Linked DNA regions of Sus scrofa: region 1 is linked to region 2. The links are chromatin contacts, called in public HiChIP or PLAC-seq maps. All regions are on one chromosome and are shown on one strand. Each heading gives the region's core, a stretch centred on a gene start, on an enhancer-like site or on the middle of the called end of the contact. The rest is flanking DNA. Distances are from core to core; before and after follow the strand shown.

Region 1 (5,390 bases), core at 414-2,913, 680 kb before region 2:
CTTGCCATACACTAAATAAGGAACATAGAACCCCATGATCTATTAAAAATGATTAGCAGATAACTGATTTCCTTCCCTGGTTTTACTGTGGCAGGAATGGATTCTAATAATTTGAATACTAGTGTCACATAGAAGGAGCTATTTTGTGAACCTCAATGATTCTGCCAAATTTAGGACAGAGATAAGAACCACAGTGTAAGAAATGAAAAGAGTAAGACTTCACAGGATGTGTGGTCACTGACAGACTGATAGCCATTTTCCTTCTCCACCTTTTCTTCCTCAAGGATAGCAACTGCTTTCCAATGATACACTAGCAGCCAGCTCCAATCTCTCTCTACCATACTTAGAATTTGCAGATGCCCTGGGGCATGTTTACAAACTTGTGCCATCCAGCACAAAGTAGTACCTTCGGGGAAGTTCTGGATTCATCTTCAATAGGATTTGTTTCACAAAACAGATCCCCCAATAAACACAATTTAAGTAAAAATAACTCACACTCCCAGTCTCTATTCCTCTTTCTAAAATAAAGTAATTGGCCAGTGCATGCTTCTTTGGGATGGCTCAGAACTCTGATTCCTAGGGTTTTAAGACCATCTTATAGCTTGGATATCACCTATCCAGGTACTCTGGTAAGGAGCATGAAACTTAACATCTCTAACCACCCCTGTCAACTCAACTTTCTTAAACTCTTTTGAAGCTTTCTAGTTTCCCATCCCAATTCCAGCTTTACGGCAGAACCAGACCCAATAGTAAAAAGAAATTCCACCGATTAAACTGCAGATATAGTCACGACTTAAGCAAGGATCCTCAGGTTGCGAGATGAATTTCTGGGTTATAGGTATTTTGTATAGCTATTTCAAGCCTGCCTCTAGTCCTATGTATAGCCAAATAAAAAGAGAGGTGACAGGTACATAAAACGGAAATGCCTTTTGGAAAAAACAACACAAATTTGGGAGCTATACAGGGTTTTGATATTTTTCCATCTAATTATATACATTATATACATAATATATATATTTAAGCTAAAAGGAAACCGTCCTCAATGGCATGTATTAAACAGGCAGAATTTTCTTCCCGATTTCTTAGCTCTAGGTAGATGTCTTTCTGGTTTCAGCTGATATCTGTGAATAGTGAAGAAACTTCTCATGATCAAATTCCACTGCCCTGAGGAAGGGTAGAGCCGGAGGACCCTTTAAAGCAGGGAGCAGAGACGACAGAGGAACAGGTCTGTGGGGATCCAGAAAGTCTTCAAGGATAGCCAGAAAAATGAGAAGGTGAAAAGAGAAAGAGCGTAGCTGGGCTGAAGAAATCACTGCATTGTCTCAGTAATAGCGCGCCTGTGGTTTCCTCCCGCTCTATATCCTCTGGATCTGGGTCGGCTCCCAACCATGCACCAACCTGAACTGCTTTTCCAGGATGAGGGAGCGCTCTTGCCCAACCCACCCAACCTACCTCGAGGATCCTCGCAGACGCTACAGTGGCGCACCGCCCACCCGCCCACCTACCTGTGCTGCGCCTGCGCCTCCCCCACGCACTCTCAAGGTCAGTACCACCCCCAGCCTCTATCCTGGCACCCACGGAAATGGCAATAGAGGACGTCCTGCGTATCCTCACCTCTGCGTGGCGTGGGGTCGCCGGCGTTCAGGAGATGGGAGGGACTTCCTGTCCCGCGCAAGAGGAGCTTCCGGCAGAGCCGGAAGACCTTCTCCTTCGCGGTGTCGAGTGGATCCCGGCTGCGGAGTGGGGAGGGGAGGTCTGGGCCGGTCCCGGCGACTCCAGCGCCTCTGGTCCACGACCTGTCCTTGGAGCCATGGTGAGTCCTTCTCTGAGGGCTGGATTTACCACAGTGGGGAGGAAAGGGCTGGAAGTTCAGGCTGTGAAGGTAGCCGGTCCGGTGTTGAGCTGGGGATGAAGCGGGCGGGCGCTATGTGGTGAGCAGTAGGGCAGGACATACTCTCTGCTCTGGAGCTCCGGGACCTCTCAGGAAGCAGTGTCTGTCCAGCCCAACCGCGAGCTCTGTCCAGGAGTACGGGATAGGTAGAATGTTCACGGCCCATTCACTGCGGACGGCCGGTGGAGCCAGGTGGTCCCAGAGTTGACCTTGCCCTGTTGATCAGCTCTTTTCTCTCTTCACCTGCAGGGCGGTGGCCAAGAACTTGAGATCTTAAAGTGACTTAAGCCTTTCCAGGTGGACACAACAGATCCCATTGTAGAGGATCAACACCTGTCACTTACAAAAAGAAAAAAAACCCGAAAAAACGAAAACAAAAATGGCATATAACTGAGCCCATTTGCAACTGGATAAGGTGTCAAAAAATCTGGACTTAATAGAGGGTCTTTATTGGAAAGGAATGTTGTAAGGGCATGGAGGAGGGAACTATGGCGTCGAGAGGATGCCTTTACCATGAATAAGATCTGCAAGAGTCACAAAGTTTAGGCAGAAGTGTTATTTATTTATTTATTATTTTCAGGAGTAGGAAACAAGGATAGGAAGAAATGTGGGGAAGTGAGATGAAGGGGTGGTGTGACTGGACTGTAAATAAGGGTAAGTTTTACTTTCGGGCTAACCTGTTCTGAGGAAAAACTATTGAGGAATTGTATCATGATTCAGACTGAGCGACGGCCAAAGTTCAGGAACCTGGGGGAAGAGATTTTAGAATTTGAGTAACATTTGTTTCAGTTGTTCTGTGGGGACAAGCAGTTCAACTAATCATTTTTGAAAGAAAGAGTGGGAATTTGCAGTAGCTATGTCTGACCTTGTTGTAGGTGTACGGGGGGTGGGTAATTCCTGAGTTTTGCTTTCCTAAGTCCTCTGGGGACCCTTGGTTCTTTGCATAAACCATTTCCAAAACACAGAGTGGCTGGTGGTGGTGAGGTTTCTTAACCTTTGCTGTTTTGCAATATCATGGGGATCCAGGAATGTTCCAAATTGACAGTTAATAGCTGTATAAAAGATTTCACATCCTCATCTGGAGAATATTCTGTCTTGTAGTTTAGCTTCAGTCTTCCATATTTTTTCAGGACCAAATGTTGACATTGTTCAGCTACTGCGATGATTGACATTTGAATGACTTGTAGAAACTTAACTGACTGAAACCAAAGAACTTGGAAGTAATATGGTTCCTGGTGCACTCTACCAGCTCTTTTGGGAACTAGTGTGTGTATATGTTTCTTTAAATCTCAGTGAACAGTACAATTTGTAATTTTAAAGAGTTTTTTCTCCTTTTGTATCAATAAAATTAGACAAAGGTAAGGAGTAGTAGAACTTGGAGGAACTAAAAATAATAACTAGCTTAACTACCTGCCTCCCTCTTTTCACTCCAGTTGTGTTCAGAGGGAAGAATCTGAGGTCTAGAAATAGGCAGTGATTTACAATACTTTGGCACAGTTTGAACTTTAACTCAGATCTCCAGTTCTTAAATTTAAGCTCAGTTTTTAATATCTTGATTTGAAAAGTTGAAGATAGGCCGTAATTAAAATCTAAAGAAATGTTGATTGTTAACAAAGAAGCTGAACATGAACTTGTCGTCTGTATTCTGTAGTAATAGAAGTAGAACCCCCGTCCCTCTGCCAGCTCAAAAAAGGTAGTTTTGTTTTAAGCTAAAGTAATCTCATGATATTTATCAAAATGTTACTTAAGAGAATGTCACCTGTAGAGTTATCACCAGGAGCTGCATAGGTTGACTCTTTCCATTTTGTTACTGCTTATATTTCTGAGTTACTAAATGCCTGGCTTCAACTTTCCCAATTATGAAATTGAGAATGTCTGTATATGCAAGTGTAGTCATTGACCGGAATCAGAAAGGGTTTAGCTATTAAATGAGGTGAACAGGGGTTGAATTTATTTAGGATTCAGCTTAGTTGAGATCTTGCACACTGCTTGAACCCAATGATATAATGAAAAGAATGCAGTACTTGAACTCAGAAAGCCCAGATTCTCCCCATTATTAGTTATGTGAATTTGGCAAAATCACTCAACTTAGATAAGGATTCCAGTTTCCTTCTATATAAGAGAAGTGGAACTTGGTGAGAATTAAAACACCTTTTAACTCTTATATTTATGATTCTATGACTTCATTGAGGACTTTTGTAGAATTTTCAGAAGGTTTCTGATTAAGTAAAATTGAGTTTGATTCCACTGTCCCCCACTGCCCCCACATTTCTCAAGTCTGATTTATTTTAAAAAAATCATTCATTTTTAAATATACCAGGTAATACTTGGAATCTTTGTCAGTGTTTGGTCAGGTATTTTATTACTGCCTTAAATACTATCTCAAAATGGAAAGCAAAGGCTTTTTTGTTTTACACTTTGATTTTATTTTTGTTTTAATCGATGTAAACTCATGATCTAGCTAAAAATACTGAGTATTCACTCTCAGTGTTTGTTTTTGTGTTGTGAGAATGGATAGTCCATAGAAAACTTACCAAAGAAGTATAACTGTTTATTATATACTTTTCTTTTTGAAAATTATAATCCAACTTTAATCAAACAGATCTTTCCATCATTTAGGCTGATTTGTGGGAGGAGAGTAGATTAGAACAAGCTCCTGGAATTGGAGGAATCTAATGGCTTGTTTTACCTATGTAGCATACTGTAGTAGCTTTTAAGGCTGGGATTGTGCTCTGGTGTGTTGGTTGTGGAAAAAAAAAAAAGGTTGTGCATCTCTGCCTTAATCAGAGTTAATGAGAAAGTTCTCTTTTTGAGCAGTAAAGAGGGCTGTTGGGAACAGATAATGTAGTAAATGTCATAAGAGCAATACATGTAAGGTATTCAAACAGTAGTACAGAGGGAAGAAATTAATTCTGATGGGGGTGAGGGTGGCTTCAACTTAGTTTTTAAAAGTGGGTTGAGCAGTAATTCTCATCAGATTCTTCTGTGAGGCTTGATAAAAATGTTTTTCCAGGCTCCATTATTAGGGGTGGAATTTCTTCCAAGATAAGTATAAAACTCATTAAAAATTACATTCTCAGTTTCAGCTAAGTCTGAAGCTGGTGATCTTTAAGCATACTTTGAAGGAACTCTAATGGAGACATTAGAAATTTTAATGGAGATATTAGAGGTTTTTGTGGGCTGAGTGGTAATCAGATGTGTGGTGTGTTGATATGGTGAATTACTTTAATCAATTTTTGAATGTTGAACTAGTCTCTAATACCTGGAATAAATTTCACTCTATTGTGTATAATTCTTCTTATACATTGTTGATTTGATTTGTTAGTGTTTTGTTTAAAATTTTTGCATACATGTTTATGAGAGATAATGGTCCGTAGTTTTTTTGTTTGTTTGTTTTTTGTGTTCTTATAATGCCTCTTCTGGTTTTAGTATTACACCATGCCTCTCCTGATTTTAGTATTAGGGTAATGCTGGCTTCATAGAATGAGTTAAGAAGTAT
Region 2 (5,611 bases), core at 973-3,472:
GGTTTTATTTTGTTGTTTTGTTTAAAGTATCTCCATCTAGTAGCAAGGAAATTGAGATTTAAAGGTAATAGTAATTGGGTAGGAGGAGTTACCTTGATGGCACAATGGGTTAAGGATCCAGTGTTGTCACTGCAGTGGCTCAGGTCACAGCTACGACACAGGTTCAATCCCTGGACTGGGATTTTGACATGCCATGGGCATGTCAAATTAAAAAAAAAAAAATGAAGTCCTTAGTCTGCCTTCCACTGGAGAAACTGCACAAAAAATTGTGCTCAACAGGCTGAAGAGGGGAATGTCACTCAGGCTGAATGAAAATGCAACATCTACCTTGCTCACCTTAACAAGAATAAATCATATATGAGCCTTAATGTCAAGGCATCAGGAACAGCTTTATTCTGTAGATAGTTAACTCAGCTATAATTCCTTCTACACCCCCCAAATCTGGTCAATGTTAATTTTCATGGACTAAGATTTGCTAAAGGTTTAAAAAAAAAATAGTTAACACCAGCAACACCAGGTTGTCATATTTGTCTTCCTAAATGAACTATGACACTCAGCAATTTTATTCCTATCCCTGTGGAAATCATATCCCACCATTTCTCTCAAATGCCCATTTTTATTTCCCTTTACATGAAACTAAAGGAGCTGTCATTGCCTTTCAGAAAAACAAAAAGAATTGACATAGTATACATAACTTTCATGGTTCTAAGATTTTATACATACATTCATTTATCTAAATCACTTCTTTTCCTGACTTTCTGTTTTTCCTTTTAAATTACTCTTTCCCATTATACAGTCTCTTTGGATGCTCACAAACCATTGGACTCATAACTTGCCGTATCCTTCCTTAACATCAGCACATTTTCTTTTTTCTCTTTTTCCCTCTTTTCTTAGCCAATGTACTACTCAACTTACTAACTTATGTTCAAGGAGTGTCTGGATCTCCGGTTATAAACTACAAATGGTGTGAGTTCAAGAAATTCAAATAACTGTAAAAGTCTACCTTCAACTGCACCCACCCAAACAAAACAAAAAAGGGGGGAAAAAAACTCTCTCTTTCATAAGGCTTTAAAAATATTTTCATTGAAAGCAGAGTTAGAGATACCATGAAACCTCTTTTTACCTATAGACCTTTTCAACTTTCTGAATCTCACTATCTTTATGTGCTTTTTTAATGTTTATTTTTAGGAAAACAACTTACAGTAAGTAAATCCATCCTTTCTAACACAATGTATGATGCACAGGAGAAGGTATGCCTAAATGGGACAAATATAAAATCAGTAAAGACTTTTATGTGATCAATGTAAATTCTGTATCTCAAAAACAATTTTGAAAGCATTAGTTTTACATATATATAGATAGATATAAAATCTTAAGTTTAATAACAGCTTGTTGTAAGGCTCCCTTGAGGGCAATAATAAAGATGGGAATCTCAAGAAAACCCTAAAATTACCACTACCATACATTGTGGCCTCAGAGATGGAAATGGGGGAGAGGATTGGCTAGTCATCAACAGAAGCAGAAGAAAAAAGGCACAGAAAATAATAGAAAGGGACACATACGTGTCACAACAGTGAAGGACAATACTCCTGCACTGCTTCTAGTTTTCCAATTAGCGCCCCAGACGTTCTTCCTTAAAACGGAAGGAAGGAATGCTTCTGCCCTAGGACCTTGACTGTTCCATCTGTTCCAATATCACCCGCTACATGATTGGTACTTCCGCGACTCTTTCAAGTCCTTGCTCAAATGTCACCTCAGTGAGACCTCCTCTGAACATTCTATTTAAAAGGTGACACCCTCTCACGTCCTTTCCACACTTCACTTATCCCACGTGAATTGCTTATGTTAGCTTCAACATAGCCACAAATTATTCCCTTTTGGACACCCTGCCTGTCGCTTCTCCTTTAAATCTTGTGGGGAAGGGCGGAGCTAGGACCGAGGCTAAAAGCGAGGAGGAGCCTTCTACAGGCTACGCCTACTTGCGTCGTGGGCAGCGGGCCAGCGATCCCGCGCGGAGACATTCTTCTCCTCTTCCGCTCCGGAAGCGCGACTGCGGAGGGGATTACCACGTGACCTTGACGTCAACGCGCCCGCGCCAGGCGGACCTGATTCCCTCGGCTTCCCAGGGGTCTTGGTTTGTGGCTTATCTGCTTTCCACTCTGGTGCGGCGCAGTTCGCGGTCCTCGCTCAAGGCCCTCTGGGCCTGGCCTCCAACTTAAGTATGTACCACAATAGTAGCCAGAAGCGGCACTGGACTTTCGCCAGTGAGGAGCAGCTAGCCCGGTTGCGGGCCGACGCCAACCGCAAATTCAGATGCAAAGCAGTGGCGAATGGGAAGGTAAGAGCTCCCGCTGCCGGCCCCTTACCTAGGTCTCTACGAGCTCTAGCCCGTCCCCCTCCGCCAGGACTCCCTGCACACCTTCTTCCTACCTGCCCCTGCCTTCTCAGTGCAGAGTGCGTTTATTTAGTAAACGACGAGCACTCTGCCGGATGCTCTGGGTTAGGGACAGACGAAACTATCCATCTTACAGTCAAGTGAAGGAAAGATAAAAAAGCAGTAACGGCAAAGAATACACTTTGTAGGATGCTAATATAATGAGGGGAGGGACTTTTCTCATCAGCTGTTGTGGAGAAGATGGGGGAAGGACCTTCCAGGTGGACAGAGCCACAAGTGCAAAGTAGAAGGTCAGTAATTGCAGGGCTGGTCCGTGGAACGCTCATGGTTCTGTGTGGCGGAAGCTGAGTACCTGTGCATGAAAGGCTGGAGAAGGTAGACAGGGGACTCGTAAATGGAAGTAAAGAGTTTAAAGTTTGTGAAATTTTATATTGGAAATTAACCCTGTTAGATTCTGTTGTAGAACGAGCTTTCTGGGAAAGAATGGATTGATTGGATGGGGCATGGTGGAGGCAGGGGGACAAGAGACCGTTAGCATGAACCAGTTGACCAGACAGAGATGGTTTGGACTGTGGCCTGCCAGCCACGTCCTTCCTGTTCTCCTTCCTCTTCGGTTTAATCTTTGCTCACAAGCTCCAAAAAAACACCACCATCCATTCTAGCTTCTGTGTCAGACCTGTTTTGATTCTGAGTACTGAGGTACCTTTACCTATAATTCACAACTTACTTCATATCACTTTGTGCTGCACAAAGTAATACATATTGTGCAAAATTCAAGTATTTAGTATGTGTGAGCTCATACAGCCCTCACAACTACTCCATGAGGTAGATACTGTTGTTTTCCTTGCTTTACATCTGAGGAAACTGAGGTACAGAGAGGTTGAATAACTTCTCAGGCTATATGCTAATAAGTGACAGAGCCAGGATTTGAACCCCTGGAATCTCGTTCCAGCATTCCTTCAGTAAACCACAAGGCTGTGCTGTCTTTAAAGTTAGAACCTGTGTTAGTTGCTTAGGACTGCTCTTAAAAAATTTACCACAAACTGGGTGCATTAAAACAGAAATTCATTGTCTAAAACAATGGAGGATAGAAGTCTGAGGTTCTGGAGGCTAGAAATCTGAGGTCAAGGTGTTAGCCAAGTGGTAATCTCTGTGGCTTCTAGGAAGGATCCTTCCTTTCCTCTTCCAGCTTCTGATAACCCGGGTGTACCTTTGCTTGCAGCAGCTAACTCCAATCTTTACATCCATCTTTACAAAATGTTCTCCATGTGTCTCTGTGCCCTCACATATTCTACTTATAAAGATACCAATCATACTGGATTAGGAGCCCATTCTACTTCAGTGTGACGTCATCTTAACTAATTAAATCTGCAGAGATCTTATTTCCTCACCTTCTGAGGTACTGGGGGCTAGAAATCAACACTTTTTTTGGCAGTCCTAATTAAACTCTTAATAGCATTAAATGAATATTTGTTGTAAATGTGTAGTGTTTATTAACTATCAAGTATAGTCTGTAGAGATTTTACAAAGGTAGGAAAGAGATAAAGTGTTAAGGATCAGAATTATCCTTGTGACACTTGTTGATTTTTACTCAAACCCGTGTGATTTAATAACTGACTGAGGGATATTGAAAGTTTTCCAGCCATTGACAGTATATCTTTATTGATTTATAAATAATGACATCAAACCTATGAACATATACACATGCTCCTCATGATTGCTTGTACCTTAGTGAGGCAGATATTCAGCTGACATACTGAGAAAATATGCAGTTATGGTGTAGTTTATTAAATATTTTCTTAAAAGCTATTTTGTGTAATATTAGCAATTTTCTGATAAAGGAAAAATATGGTATATTTCCTTTTGGTTGGATCTCTAAACTAAATTTAATCTGGACAAAGAAAAATATTTTAAGATTAAAAAATTTTTTAAGATTATCTAATTCATTACATTTTTATTCTAATTTTTGATTCAAAGGTTCTTCCAAATGACCCAATCTTTCTTGAGCCTCATGAAGAAATGATACTCTGCAAATACTATGAGAAAAGATTATTGGAATTCTGTTCAGTGTTTAAGCCAGCAATGCCAAGGTCTGTTGTGGTAAGTTATTGTAGTGGTGAAGTATAATGTCATTTAGCTAATTTCTGAAATCTGATCAATTATATTTAATTCTTATCTACTTTCCTCCAAAATATACTTTTGTTATATAAATATATAATTTATGTATTTAAGTTTTTGTCACATACATTTTTCATAAATGCCTTAAATTATGAACTCCTATGTTGTATCTCTCAGAAGTGTTTCAAGAATCATTTCATATCAAAAGAATTTTAAGGCCTGATACATAGATCATGATATCCTCATTTTATAGAAAAAGAAAAAATCAAATTACTTTCCCTCCAGATTCTCAATTAGTGAGCATTATAACTCCTACCTTATGGTCCCATGGACTAGTGCTTTTTAAACTCTTCACACACATGTGAAATAATGCATTTATTCATCATCTGTAATCCTATGCCCCAGCCAAAAGTCATGCTGTAATTTTTTAAACCTTGAGTAGTAGAAACTGGAGGTTTACTTTTGGGTGAAACTTGTCTTGTGGCTGTTTCACATGTATGGTTCTGAGCACTGTGTGTGTGCGTGTGTGTACGTACTCTGATGGGGTAATGGTGAGGAGAAACATGTAGTTAGAACTTTTTGCTATGTGGATTTACAAACACTGCCCTTCTAATTGTTCACCTTGTATGTTTTTATTGATAGAAATTTAAATTTAAACGCCTATAAGATAAAAAAAGAGATATATAAAATATTTTTTCTTATTATCACACAGTTTTGTTGTGAAGGTCAAATATGAAAGTCTTAAGTGAAAGTCATACTTTTTCAAGTTATACAGCGTGAATAATTTATGGTCCAATAGAGAATAACCCCCGAAGAAATAATCTCCATTTTTATAGTTGGGGAAAAAAAAAAAAACCTGAAGTATGTTGAAGATAGCAAGTCTGAAAGTATTCATAATGTTTTCTTTTTTTACTGCACCTTCATCTGAGAGGTCAGATTCATGAAGAATTTTATATGCACTTTCTTAGTTCCTGTCTCCAGATTTGGTCCTAGCTTTTTCTGATAAGAGAACTATAACATGAAGCGGTAGGTTTAAGTGATCTTTTCAGATAAACGAAATCCTTGAATGAACTTCTTTGTTGAATTTGTCTTTATATA

The links. HiChIP or PLAC-seq counts read pairs in DNA pulled down with a chosen protein or histone mark.
Region 1: a contact with region 2 is called in an H3K27ac HiChIP or PLAC-seq map of alveolar macrophages. The contact joins the promoter of TMEM161B here to the promoter of CCNH in region 2. A contact is called at or near these places in 1 of 5 promoter capture datasets (liver), 2 of 47 Hi-C or Micro-C datasets (heart right ventricle and liver) and 1 of 2 datasets of contacts at active chromatin or transcription factors (alveolar macrophages).

The regions. Positions count from the first base shown.
Region 1 is chr2:95,696,848-95,702,237 of Sscrofa11.1, reverse strand. It overlaps TMEM161B (transmembrane protein 161B), which reads left to right and starts at 1,663. Exons shown (of 12, transcript XM_003123774.5): 1 at 1,663-1,813. The coding sequence starts at 1,811.
Region 2 is chr2:95,015,102-95,020,712 of Sscrofa11.1, reverse strand. CCNH (cyclin H) reads left to right here and starts at 2,222. Exons shown (of 9, transcript NM_001166313.1): 1 at 2,222-2,338; 2 at 4,373-4,495. The coding sequence starts at 2,222. LOC110259418 (a long non-coding RNA gene) reads left to right here. Exons shown (of 3, transcript XR_002341805.1): 3 at 1-42.